Linked DNA regions of Pan troglodytes: region 1 is linked to region 2. A link is a contact called in public Hi-C data. All regions are on one chromosome and are shown on one strand. The core of a region is the stretch at or near the end of the contact, and the rest is flanking DNA. Distances in the headings are between cores, read along the strand shown.

Region 1 (5,252 bases), core at 212-2,711, 160 kb before region 2:
CTACAATTCACTGCCCACTTTTGATGCTGAGACTACTGGAGACATTGTTTCAGTAATCAAGTGACTGAGAACAAGCTGGATAAATGCATGTTAATGAAATGATTAGGGAATCAGAAATAGGAGAGATAGTCCTTCCAAGACATACATCGAAACGGGAGTCGATGCATACAAATGTGAAAAGAAGGCTAGAGGCATCTACAAAGCAGCCTGCTGCATTTGCCGACCACCTCAAGTACGAGTGACCCCGGGCTGCACCTTGTTTAGCTAGGAATACCGGCAAGCTGTTACAGCTGGACGCCTAGTGGTGGGAGCTTACTCTCGGGTGTCCACATTTAGAAGTCTAACAATCAGACCTGGTTTCACGTGCTTTGGTGCTACCCAGGTTTTCCTTATAATGGTTAGCACAAAACAAGGGACCCAGGTTAGCGATACCAGGAAGCCACGCATTGAATGACATTACAGAAACAGCCACATAAAAGTCAGGTGGATGGTGTCACCTTGGCAAGCAACTTAGCCTCTTTAGGCCTCAGTTTGCTCATCTGCCAAATGGGGATAATAATAGCTTTTTAGTAGAACTGTGACAATTAAGTGAGATCATGTCCTAAAGCCCATAGCACAACGCCAGTTTCAAGGCTTCTGAAGTCCATAGGTGAAATTCGCTGGCTTGGCAGGATCTAAGACAGCATAAAGGTCATGGTATATTTGTTTACAAGTTCTATAAATTGCAGCACCGATGCTTCTCGACCAAGTATTTACGTGGGACAAAGCTGCCATCAGCGGTTTCTCCAGAGCCTATGTTTTGGGGCTTTTGTCCCCATCCCCTCCAGGAGTGGAGACGCCAACACAAACCAAAGGGCAATCACTGGTTTCATCAACAGGTGCAAAAGAAAAGGCGCCAGGCACAGGGTCAGGCCGGCTAAGTCAACACCCCGGGATCCTCATGAATACGCAAAGCGCCCCAGCCGGCTATCCAGCAACCATATCCTCCGGCCGCGCGGGCCGGAGATCCCCGTGGAGGGGCGGCCGGCCTCCGTGCGCCACCGGCCCAGCCAGAGTGCTCTCTCGAGTCCCCAGCCCCACTTCATTCAAAAAGCCACCCCTCTGCGCGCGACCCCCACGCCCCGGCAGTCCCAGAGCCGCCCGATCCCCTCGGGAAGGGGGGGTACCCGTCTTCCCGAGGCTGGGCGAATGCGGGCGCCCTCTCCTCCGGGCGTCGCTGCCCCCGGCCCGGACTCACCCAGCGTGGCCACCGTGCCGGCCTCGAACAGCAGGCAGTCGCCGCGGCCGCGCGCCTCCAGCAGCACGCTACAGTCCCCCTCGGCCCCCAGGCGCCCCAGCAGCCGCAGCCCTTTGCTCAGGGCCATGAGGGTCGGGCCCACTGCGGGCGGGGGCCGGGGCCACGTCCTCCCGAGGGCGCGCTGCCCGCGACAGCTCCCCGCGCGCCCGCAACTTCCCAGAGTTTCACTTTGCGCCGCCGCTCCCGCCGCGCCAGGCTCCTCCCCGGCCTCCTCCCCTTCCTCCTCCTCCCCACTCGCGTCTCCCCAGCCTGGGGCAGGTGAGGGCGCGCCGCCGCCTCCCGCCCGGCCCCGCGCTCCCCCCAGCGGCCAGGCAGCTGCGCGAGGCCGCGCCCCGGGGCTGAGGCTCCCCGCGGGCGGGCGTGGAGCGGAAGAGCCTCCCGGATGCCACGCATTCCTCGCTGCGGAGGAGGATGCCCCGCGCGGGGCGCCCCCGGGAGCCTGGCCGCGATGCCGGCCGCCCGCAGCCTTATATGGGCAGCCTGGCCCGGGAGTCCGCCAGGCTGGACCCGCTGACTGCTCCCGCCGGGGGCGCTGCGCCTCCCTTGTGTGGTCGGCTCCTGCGACCCTGGACGAGTCCTTTCGACCCTGCGTGCCTCGGTCTCCCTGCGGGGAAGCGGGGTCATAACTGCGCCTACTTCGGCGCGGAGGCCTGAGTTAATTCGTGGAGGCGCTTAGCGGGTGCGGAGCGCGTGGAGCGGGCTGGAGAAAGGTTACCTTTCACTAGCATTCTATCCCGGAGGCTGTTGCGGTCACCGACCCCGCCAGGGAGAGGTGTTGGGGGTCAACGGTGCGTTGTCGCGAAGAGACCTGGAGCCGTGATCCCCAGACCACGACCCCCACTTACCACGTGACCCTGACTTCTCTGCGCGCCACCTTCCTCTCCTGTCAGATGGTGACAGCGCCTCTCCCACCGGCTCTGGACACCGGCACGTGTCCGCGCGTGTACGCTGGAGTGTGTGGCCTGGCGGCCCAGTCACCTGTGGCTCGGCCTTCTGGCGCGAGGTTCTAGCGCCGAGGCTTGGCCTGTCAGAGCTGCAGGGGAGGTGGGGTGGGGATGGGTGTTGAGGGCTGAGTTGGAGTCACTCTTTGGGGTGGTTTGGCGGCTTAATTCCCTTCGCTTGTGATGGGTACGTGAGGATGGCCCGAGAAGCCTCCATCAGCTGTCTCCATCCTGCCCGCAAACGAACTCAGTTCCTCTCTCACCCCATTCTGCTGTACTGGGCCAAGCTGTTTGTCTCTGGGACTTGTCCTAGAAAGGGCAGAGCCCCCAGAGCCAAGCAGAACACTGCCATGCCCCTGCAGACATTCAGTAATGACCAGACAAGCCATCCTCAGGGGACAACCTCTCAGGTGATGGTTGGGTAATAAATTTGAACAACCCCAGCAGAGATCATCTTGACCCTCAGCCCCTTTCCTTGCCCACAAACTCTGTCCAGGTCAAGCATGATGTGCTCAATATCCCAGGCATGATGCTCATCAGCTGTCCGAGCAGCTTCTTTCTGTGTAGATGGAAACATTACTACCTCATGAAAACAGTGTGCCCATTCAGTGAGGCAGATCAGCCTTTGGCCCACTTTTTGACCCGAAACTCACTTCTTCCAGGAAGCTTTCCTGGAATGCTGAGGTCCCAGATAATAGTGCTTATATAACACCCAGATTTACAGACTTCAGTTCTCACCTACTCATATGTTGCTTGAGAAGTGTTTTTATGTTTTCTCTTAGCCCTGTTTTGCAAATTGAGTGGTAAGGCCTTAGGGAGGGGACCCAGTCTTCCATTTATTTCTCTCTCCTCTTTCCTAACTAGCATCATATAGTCTAAAGTCCTGCACAGTGGCATGCCATACCTATTTTAGAAATTTTCCTGCAGTCAGGACCAGCACTTGAGCCTCACAGCTTATAGAATCCAAGTCACCATCAACTGTAAAATGAACCACTATTTTATGTACCACTGAGAAAAAAAAAAAAACTTCCAATTAAACTAGAACATGCCACCAATAGTCATCTCTGCCCTGATTTAGACAATGTTAAAATGCACGTCTCAGACTCAAGGAACTACAGTGGCTATTCCTCCGTCTCTGAGAAATGGCTGGGTGAGCCAAGAGCCTGCTGGGTTTTGGGGCCTCTGCTGTCTGGTTTCAGGTGGGACAGCCCACCTGGGTGGCAGAGGGAGCAGCTTCCTCACATGCACACTGGCTTGATAGACCAAGGGTACCCAGGCACAGGCACCTTTCGCAGATGGAGCAACTGACCTTGAGGCCTTCAAGGAAAAGGTTGGCTCAGACACCTAAACCCCCAGCGGCGTTTGGGCAAAGGGGTGGGCCCATCTGCGGCAGGAGAGTTGGGCGCTTCCACTTTCTGAGATGTAGAATGCCTGGAGGGTAGGGAATTGGGAAGGGGAGGAGATGGGGAAGGAAGCAAAAGCCAACTCCACCAGCCCCAGAGTAAGCCACAGCAGGAAATGTAGCTCAGCGTGGTGTGGGTGAGGGAGCCAGGGACCCCAACAGGTTATCAGAGGAAACAAAGAGGGGAAGTAGGGGAGACATGCACTGAACGTTTGAGCCACCCTACCCCCACCCCCTGTTGCCCTACCAAATCCATATGTTGAAGCCCTGACCCCCAGTGGAATGGTTTTTAGAGATGGGACCTTTAGGAGCATATTAGGGTCAGATGACGTCATGCCAGTGGGGCCCTGTCAATAAGAATGATAGGATTAGTGTCCTTAGAAGAAGAGACAGGCCAGGTGTGGTGGCTCATGCCTGTAATCCCAGCACTTTGGGAAGCCAAGGTGGGTGAATCACTTGAGATCAGGAGTTTGAGACCACCCTGGCCAACATGGCAAAACCCCATCTCTACTAAAAATACAAAAAAATTCACTGGATGTGGTGGTGTGTGCCTGTAATCCCAGCTACTCGGGAGACTGAGGCAGGAGAATCACTTGAACCCGGGAGGCAGAGGTTGCAGTGAGCAGAGATGGAGCCACTGTACTCCAGCCTGGGCAATAGAGCATGACTCTGTCTCAAAGAAGGAAAAACAAAAAAAAAAAAAGAAGAGACACAGAGGGAAGGGCCTGAGCATCTGCCGGCCAGGAAGACGGCCCTCACCAAGAGCCACATCAGCTGGCACCTTGATCTCAGAATTTCTAGCTTCTAGAACTGAGAAATAAATTTCTATTGTTTAAGCCACTGGCCTGTGGTATTTTATTGTGGAAGCCTGTATTATTAGTCTATTTGTGTTACTATAAAGGAATATCTGAGACTGGGTATTTATAAAGAAAATAGATGTCATTGGCTCACGCTTCCACAGGCTGTACAGGAAGCATGGTGCTGGCGTCTGCTTCTGGGGAGGCCTCAGGAGGCTTACAGTCATGGCGGAAGGCAACCAGGAACCAGCATGTCACGTGGTGAGATTAGGGCAGGAGAGCTGGGGGGAGGTGCCGCACTTTTTCAAACACTCAGATCTCCCGTGAACTAACTGAGCAAGAACTCACTTATCATCAAGAAGATGGTACTAAACCATTCACGAGAGGTCCACCCTCATGATGCAATCCTCCCACCAGGCCCCACCTCCAGCACTGGGGATTACATTTCAACAGGAGATTTGGAGTGGACAGACATCTAACCCCTATCAGAGCCCGAGCCGAGTAAGACAGGAGAGGTTTAAAGGAAATACAAGTCTGTATTTGGTACCTGATTGTATAATACGAGCTGCACAAAGGAAAGTGGGAAGTCAGACAGGACCCTGGCATTTTGAGAACGGGACAGCAGCGATACCATCCCAGAGTGAGGAGGAAGCGAGTTTAATTGGAGACAGAGACCGGGTGGGCAGGTCGTCCAGTGGGAAATGCCTACAGATGAGGGGCCAGAAATGAGTATGGCAGCGATCAAAGGGGAGTGGAGACAGACAGGGGTAGAAGGCAGGGGCAGGAGGAAAAGACGATCAAGAAGTACCCCGAGA
Region 2 (5,291 bases), core at 2,013-4,512:
GCCACCACGCCCAGCTAATTTTTTTTGTATTTTTAGTATAGATGGAGTTTCACCGTGTTAGCCAGGATGGTCTCGATCTCCTGACCTCGTGATCCGCCCGCCTCGGCCTCCCAAAGTGCTAGGATTACAGGCGTGAGCCACGGCGCCCGACCCTGATTAACTTTCTTTAGCAGTGAAGGGCTGTCAAACTAAAGTTCTTCTTCTAAAAGATAATTTCCTTTTTTATTGTAAAATATAGTAGTGGAGTTTTAAAAAATCCCAATAGTTCAGTGATAACCACATCCTTAATACGTAAGAACAAACAAGAAAATTGTACCTGAAGATACTATAGCCAAGTCTCTGATAAATTCAAAGGGAAATCGACATCCCTTAAAATATCCAGATACTGAATTTACTTTTCATCAGTTAATACTTACAGCAACAGCCTGAGTGCCACTGGAGCCTACATTTTAATTAAAAGTTAGTCATTACTACTAAGCACATTCTCCCCACCCCTTGAAGAAGACAAAGAAAAAACACAACTACTCAGGTGTGGGGAAGGGGTGTGTATATGGGGGAAGGGAGGAAAGCACCAACTTGACTCTCTGGGAACAATTAAAAAATGAGACTTTGGTTTGACACAAGAATCACCAGCATGTCAGAAAACAAAGGAAGGGTCTTCTTTTAATAACTGCTTCGTTGCTCTTCTTTTTCTTAAAATGGAAATGGTTTGTCACAATGTAAACATGGAAATGAGCACCATGTGGAACAGTGATTAGGCAGCCGAAAGAAACTAACAGAACTACTGGAATTTGCCTTTGGAGTGGTGTAGATAACGAAGTAGGAAGTCCTTACGCATGCTTTAAGGCTCGTGTTTAATCAAAGACACATGCAATTCAAGATTAATATACAAGAACCACTTTTCGATTTTTTGGAAAAAAATTAAGTTCAGGATTAACTATGAAATAAAAATTTCACTACATATACCTGCACTAGTTGCTAAACTGCATTCCATTTAAAGGACAGTACAGATAACATGCCTCAGTAGACCAGAGTGTAAAAACACACTGACCACCACTAGACAGATCTCTATGTCATAAACCGTCTTCTCTTTTTTCAAACGGAGTCTCGTCTTTTCTTTTTTCAAACGGAGTCTCGCTCTGTCGCCCAGGCTGGAGTGCAGTGGCGCGATCTCGGATCACTGCAACCTCCGCCTCCCGGGTTCAAGCGATTCTCCTGCCTCAGCCTCCAGAGCAGCTGGGGCTACAGGCGCGCGCCACCACGCCCAGCTAATTTCTGTATTTTTAGTAGAGACAGGGTTTCACCATATTGGCCAGGCTTGTCTCGAGCTCCCGACCTCAGGTGAACCACCCACCGCGGCCTCCCAAAGTGCTGGAATTACAGGTGGGAGTGAGCCACCGCGCCCGGCCTATAAACCGCTTTTAAGGTTGCAAGATGAGCATGTACTAGGATGTGTAACTGGTAATTTCCGGAATGTCTGGCAACAAACCTCAAAATCAAATTTCCTTAGAAATCCTTGGCCTAAGTTTTATTTTTAAAAAGGTCAACACAAAATTAATACGTTAAAAAGGTGGCAAGTTCTATCGCATTAATAAAACCAAAGCACAGCACAGGCAATAATATAGTAACAAGAAGGTAATTATTTCAGTAACAGCAGCAACAGGTTCCCTGGAGGAGAATCCCCATTTCTCTACAAACGCTGCACCTAGATGGATTCAGAGCACAAAATTTACCACAGCACAACATCTAGCAGACCGAAGTCAAGCAATGCTGATCTTTCAAAGAGATTTCACATTTCTTACCATTTTCTACCTTAACACTCCACAAAAAAAGCAAACACCTATCGAAAAATAAAAAATAACGTTTCTAGCAACCCAAAAGTAGCTCAGAGATCTCAAAAACAAATAGACAAAGGGGTGCTGATGCTAACAAAGTGACATTACAAAAGCTAAGTGCAAAAGTAAACCCACTCCTCACAGCGTATCACAGATCAGTTAATGGCTCAGGTATACAGCCTCCTCCCCCAGTCCTCCCTTCCGTGACCGTGACTTCCCCAGTGACTATTCTACATCAAGTAACTACTGAAAACGCCCAAGGAAAAGGAGCGGGGGAGGGTGGCTTTTGAAAATTCAGGTAGCCAAGAGTGACTGCTAATTTCATAAACAATAACGTAAAACAAGCAAACCACCGCTCCTAGCCAATGACCAAGCAGGAGTCAAAGTTCCACCACGTAATTCGGGCCTGGGCCTTTTTTCAGGCAAACACGTAATCGAAAGCACAGTCATTTCCCTCTTGATATTTTATTCATGCCGGCAATGCCATTCACAATGAAAAGGTAGCAAAACAAAAGAAAAAAATAACAGCAGCGAAGGCAAAGGGGCGCGGGGCGTCCCAGCCTCGGTCCCTCCCCGGCCGCGAGCCCCCGCAGGCCGGGACGGGAAGCGCCGCGTCCTCTCCGCCGAGGTCTCGACTCCCACCCGCCCCGCGGGGGCGAGGGTCCCCCAGGCGGCAGCGGGAGGGGACGTGGGGGCGGCGGGGACGCCGGACGCCACAGAGCGCCAGTCGCCTCGGGGGCCTCCCCGGGCTGCGGGAAGTTTCCGTCCCGCGGCCCCTCCCGGCGAGCCCGCCGCAGCCCACGCTCAGGTGCAAACTTCCCAAACCTCGCTGCGCCCGGGGTCCCAACCCGCGCCCAGACCCGACGCCCTCCCCCGGTGCGATCCTGGCGGTCTGTCTGCACTGCCCGCCGCACCCATGCCCAGAAGGAACTGGCTGGGCCGCGGACCCGCCCGGGGACTCCACCGAGGAAGCGGAGTGGCCCCTCGACCACCCCTGGCCCCGACCCTCCCCGCGGCCCCGGCCCCGACCCTCTCCGCGCCGCCGCGGGCCTGAGCGACCGGCCCGGCCTGCGCCGCGCGCCCCTCACCTTGGTGGCCATGGCGGGCGGGTCCCCCGGCCCGGGACGGCCGGCTCGTCTCCCGCGCCGCGGATGGTGATTCTGAGCCGCGCAGGCAAAGGCAAGGGCGAGGGCGGCGGCTCCGGCTGGGCCCCGGCGCGGCGGCCGCTCCTCCGCCTCGGCCCCGAGTCTCGACGCTCAGGCCCAGCCGCTGGGCGCTCGGCTACTCCCGCGCCGCCCGCTCCTGCAGTTCCTGAAAGTCCCCGGCTGCGCGGCCCCCGCCCCTGTCGGCCGAGCCTCCCATTTACCGCGGCGCGCGCGACGCCCGGCGGAAGCGCGCCCTGGGCCCTCGGCCGCGGCCCGGCCTCCTCGCCTCCTGGCCGCCCCCGCGCCGCGCCGCGCCGCCGCCCCGGGCAGTCACCGCCGCCGCCGCCGCCCCCGGGCGCCCTTGGTCGAGGCTGGGAGCGGCGTCCCGCGCAGCGGCGGGGTCCGGACGGGCGCCCCAGGCCATGGCCCGCAACCCTGCGTGGCCGCCCCAAGGGAAGCGATCCGCGGCCCACAGAGCCGCTCGGGGGACCCGAACCCCGACTCCGGTTCACGCTCGGCCGGCGCCGCACGCCGTGGCTCGGCGCTTTCCGTGCATGAGGCGGGAGGGGGCGGCAGGAACTCTCGACGCCCGGGGCAGACAGGAGCCCCGCAACCCCGCTGTCTTTGCCCCACGCCTGGGGTGTTGCGGGGTCGCCGTGCCCTTGGCCGAGTACCCTGAGTACCACCATGAACAGCTGGGAAGGAGCGGAGCGATGGCTTCCTGGGCCTCTTCCTCCTGCCCGGAGGCTCCCTCAGGCCGGGGTCCTGGCTTGGAGCCCCTGGGACGGGACGGCGGGGGGTTTCGTTCTGTGACGCCCCGTTAACCTCATTCTGGAATCTTGATAAGCTTAAAAATACCGGAGGGCCCGAGAGGTTTGGGGGACAACAGGCTCTCTGAAGTGGAAACGAGGTCTCTAAAATTTTCCATCTTTCTGTCAGTGTTTCTTTCCAGAGTTGGAGATATATATATGGGTGTTATGAATAAACGAATGACTTGAATTGAGCAGCAAGATTTTTCACTCAAGGACAAAACACGACTGGAAGATGTGTCTTAATTGGCATACTAGTGGAGTGCTTTTTTATTATTATGAGGGATATATTTGTAAGAAGAGAACTATCAAATGTAAATCTCTGGTGTTTAATGTCAAGTTTGTGCCTTCTTAAATACATTCTATTTGACCTGAGATTTCACTAGTTACATTCAATAATGGGGTTTAAAATAGATACGGTACTGCAGAATTTTCTGTGCATTTTTGTGTTTGTTGAGCTCATGGTTAAGCTATAGTCATCATAATATGCATAAATAGTTGTCTTTCTCCGTAAAAAAAATATTGGGAGGCCAACATTCATTGACGGCCTGCTTGCTGTATACTAGGCTTCTACATCCCCATCTCATTTAATCCTTATAAGAAACATTTGAGAAACTCATTATTGTCCACTGTTTACAAAGAAGAGCGACTCAGGGCTCACTTAAATAACTTGCCTATTTGGTAATACTTATTCAAATCGAAAATGACCGTAGCCTTGGACCCAGCAGCCCTCCTAGGAATTTATCCTGTCAAACACTTGTACAAGTGTTCAAAGATGTTCATCAAAGACTGTTCTGTAATAACTCCAACCAGAAAGCAACCTATGTGTTTGTTAACAGGACTGTTTCAGTAAATAAGATACATCCATTCAAACAAAATACTAGGAAGCCCATAAGAAAATGATAATATTCTAAGAGGTGTTAAGAAAGATAAAAAGAACATTATGTATGGTACATTTATGTAAAAAAAAAAAAAAAGGAAATATGTTACACATTCCTAGAAAATTTCTGAGAAAGATTCGCCAGATCCTGTTGTCAGAGTTTTTGACCATGTGTATGTATGACTTCATTTAAAAACAGCAGTTATATTTTAATAAACAATGGAAGAAATAACTTGGCTAAGAGCACACACTAGTATGTGGAAAAGCCAGGATTTGAACTCAGGCAATGTCATAAGTAATGAGTTTTCCATATTCTTTTAAATGTGAAGGCTGGGTACAGCTCTCTCTGCAGCCGTTCAACAATGCATCCCTTGATAGGAAGGTGCAAAGTTAGGGGCACACCTGTGAAGACAGGCCTTTCCACATGCTCATCTGGCAAATCCTATGCAAATAGTCATCCTGGGCACCCAGCACCATGAAAGCAAGAAGACTACAGACTTCAAGCTTTTCCCACCCGAACAATTTCATAACCCTGGTTTTATTTTTTAGAAGTAATGGTGGAGGGCTAAGGTGGAAGGATTGCTTAAGCCCAGGTGTTCAACACCAGCCTGGGCAACATAGT

What was found. Hi-C and Micro-C count contacts between places; a contact is called where the count stands out from the background.
Region 1: a Hi-C map of stem cell-derived neural progenitor cells shows a contact between it and region 2, with 2.1 times the contacts expected there. The contact joins the promoter of SYNJ2 here to the promoter of SNX9 in region 2. A contact is called at or near these places in 1 of 7 Hi-C or Micro-C datasets (stem cell-derived neural progenitor cells) and 1 of 1 datasets of contacts at active chromatin or transcription factors (stem cell-derived excitatory neurons).

Annotation. Positions count from the first base shown.
Region 1 is chr5:170,013,422-170,018,673 of NHGRI_mPanTro3-v2.0_pri, reverse strand. It overlaps SYNJ2 (synaptojanin 2), which reads right to left and starts at 1,461. Exons shown (of 27, transcript XR_010157798.1): 1 at 1,238-1,461.
Region 2 is chr5:169,857,401-169,862,691 of NHGRI_mPanTro3-v2.0_pri, reverse strand. It overlaps SNX9 (sorting nexin 9), which reads right to left and starts at 3,262. Exons shown (of 18, transcript XM_001144722.7): 1 at 2,924-3,262. The coding sequence starts at 2,935.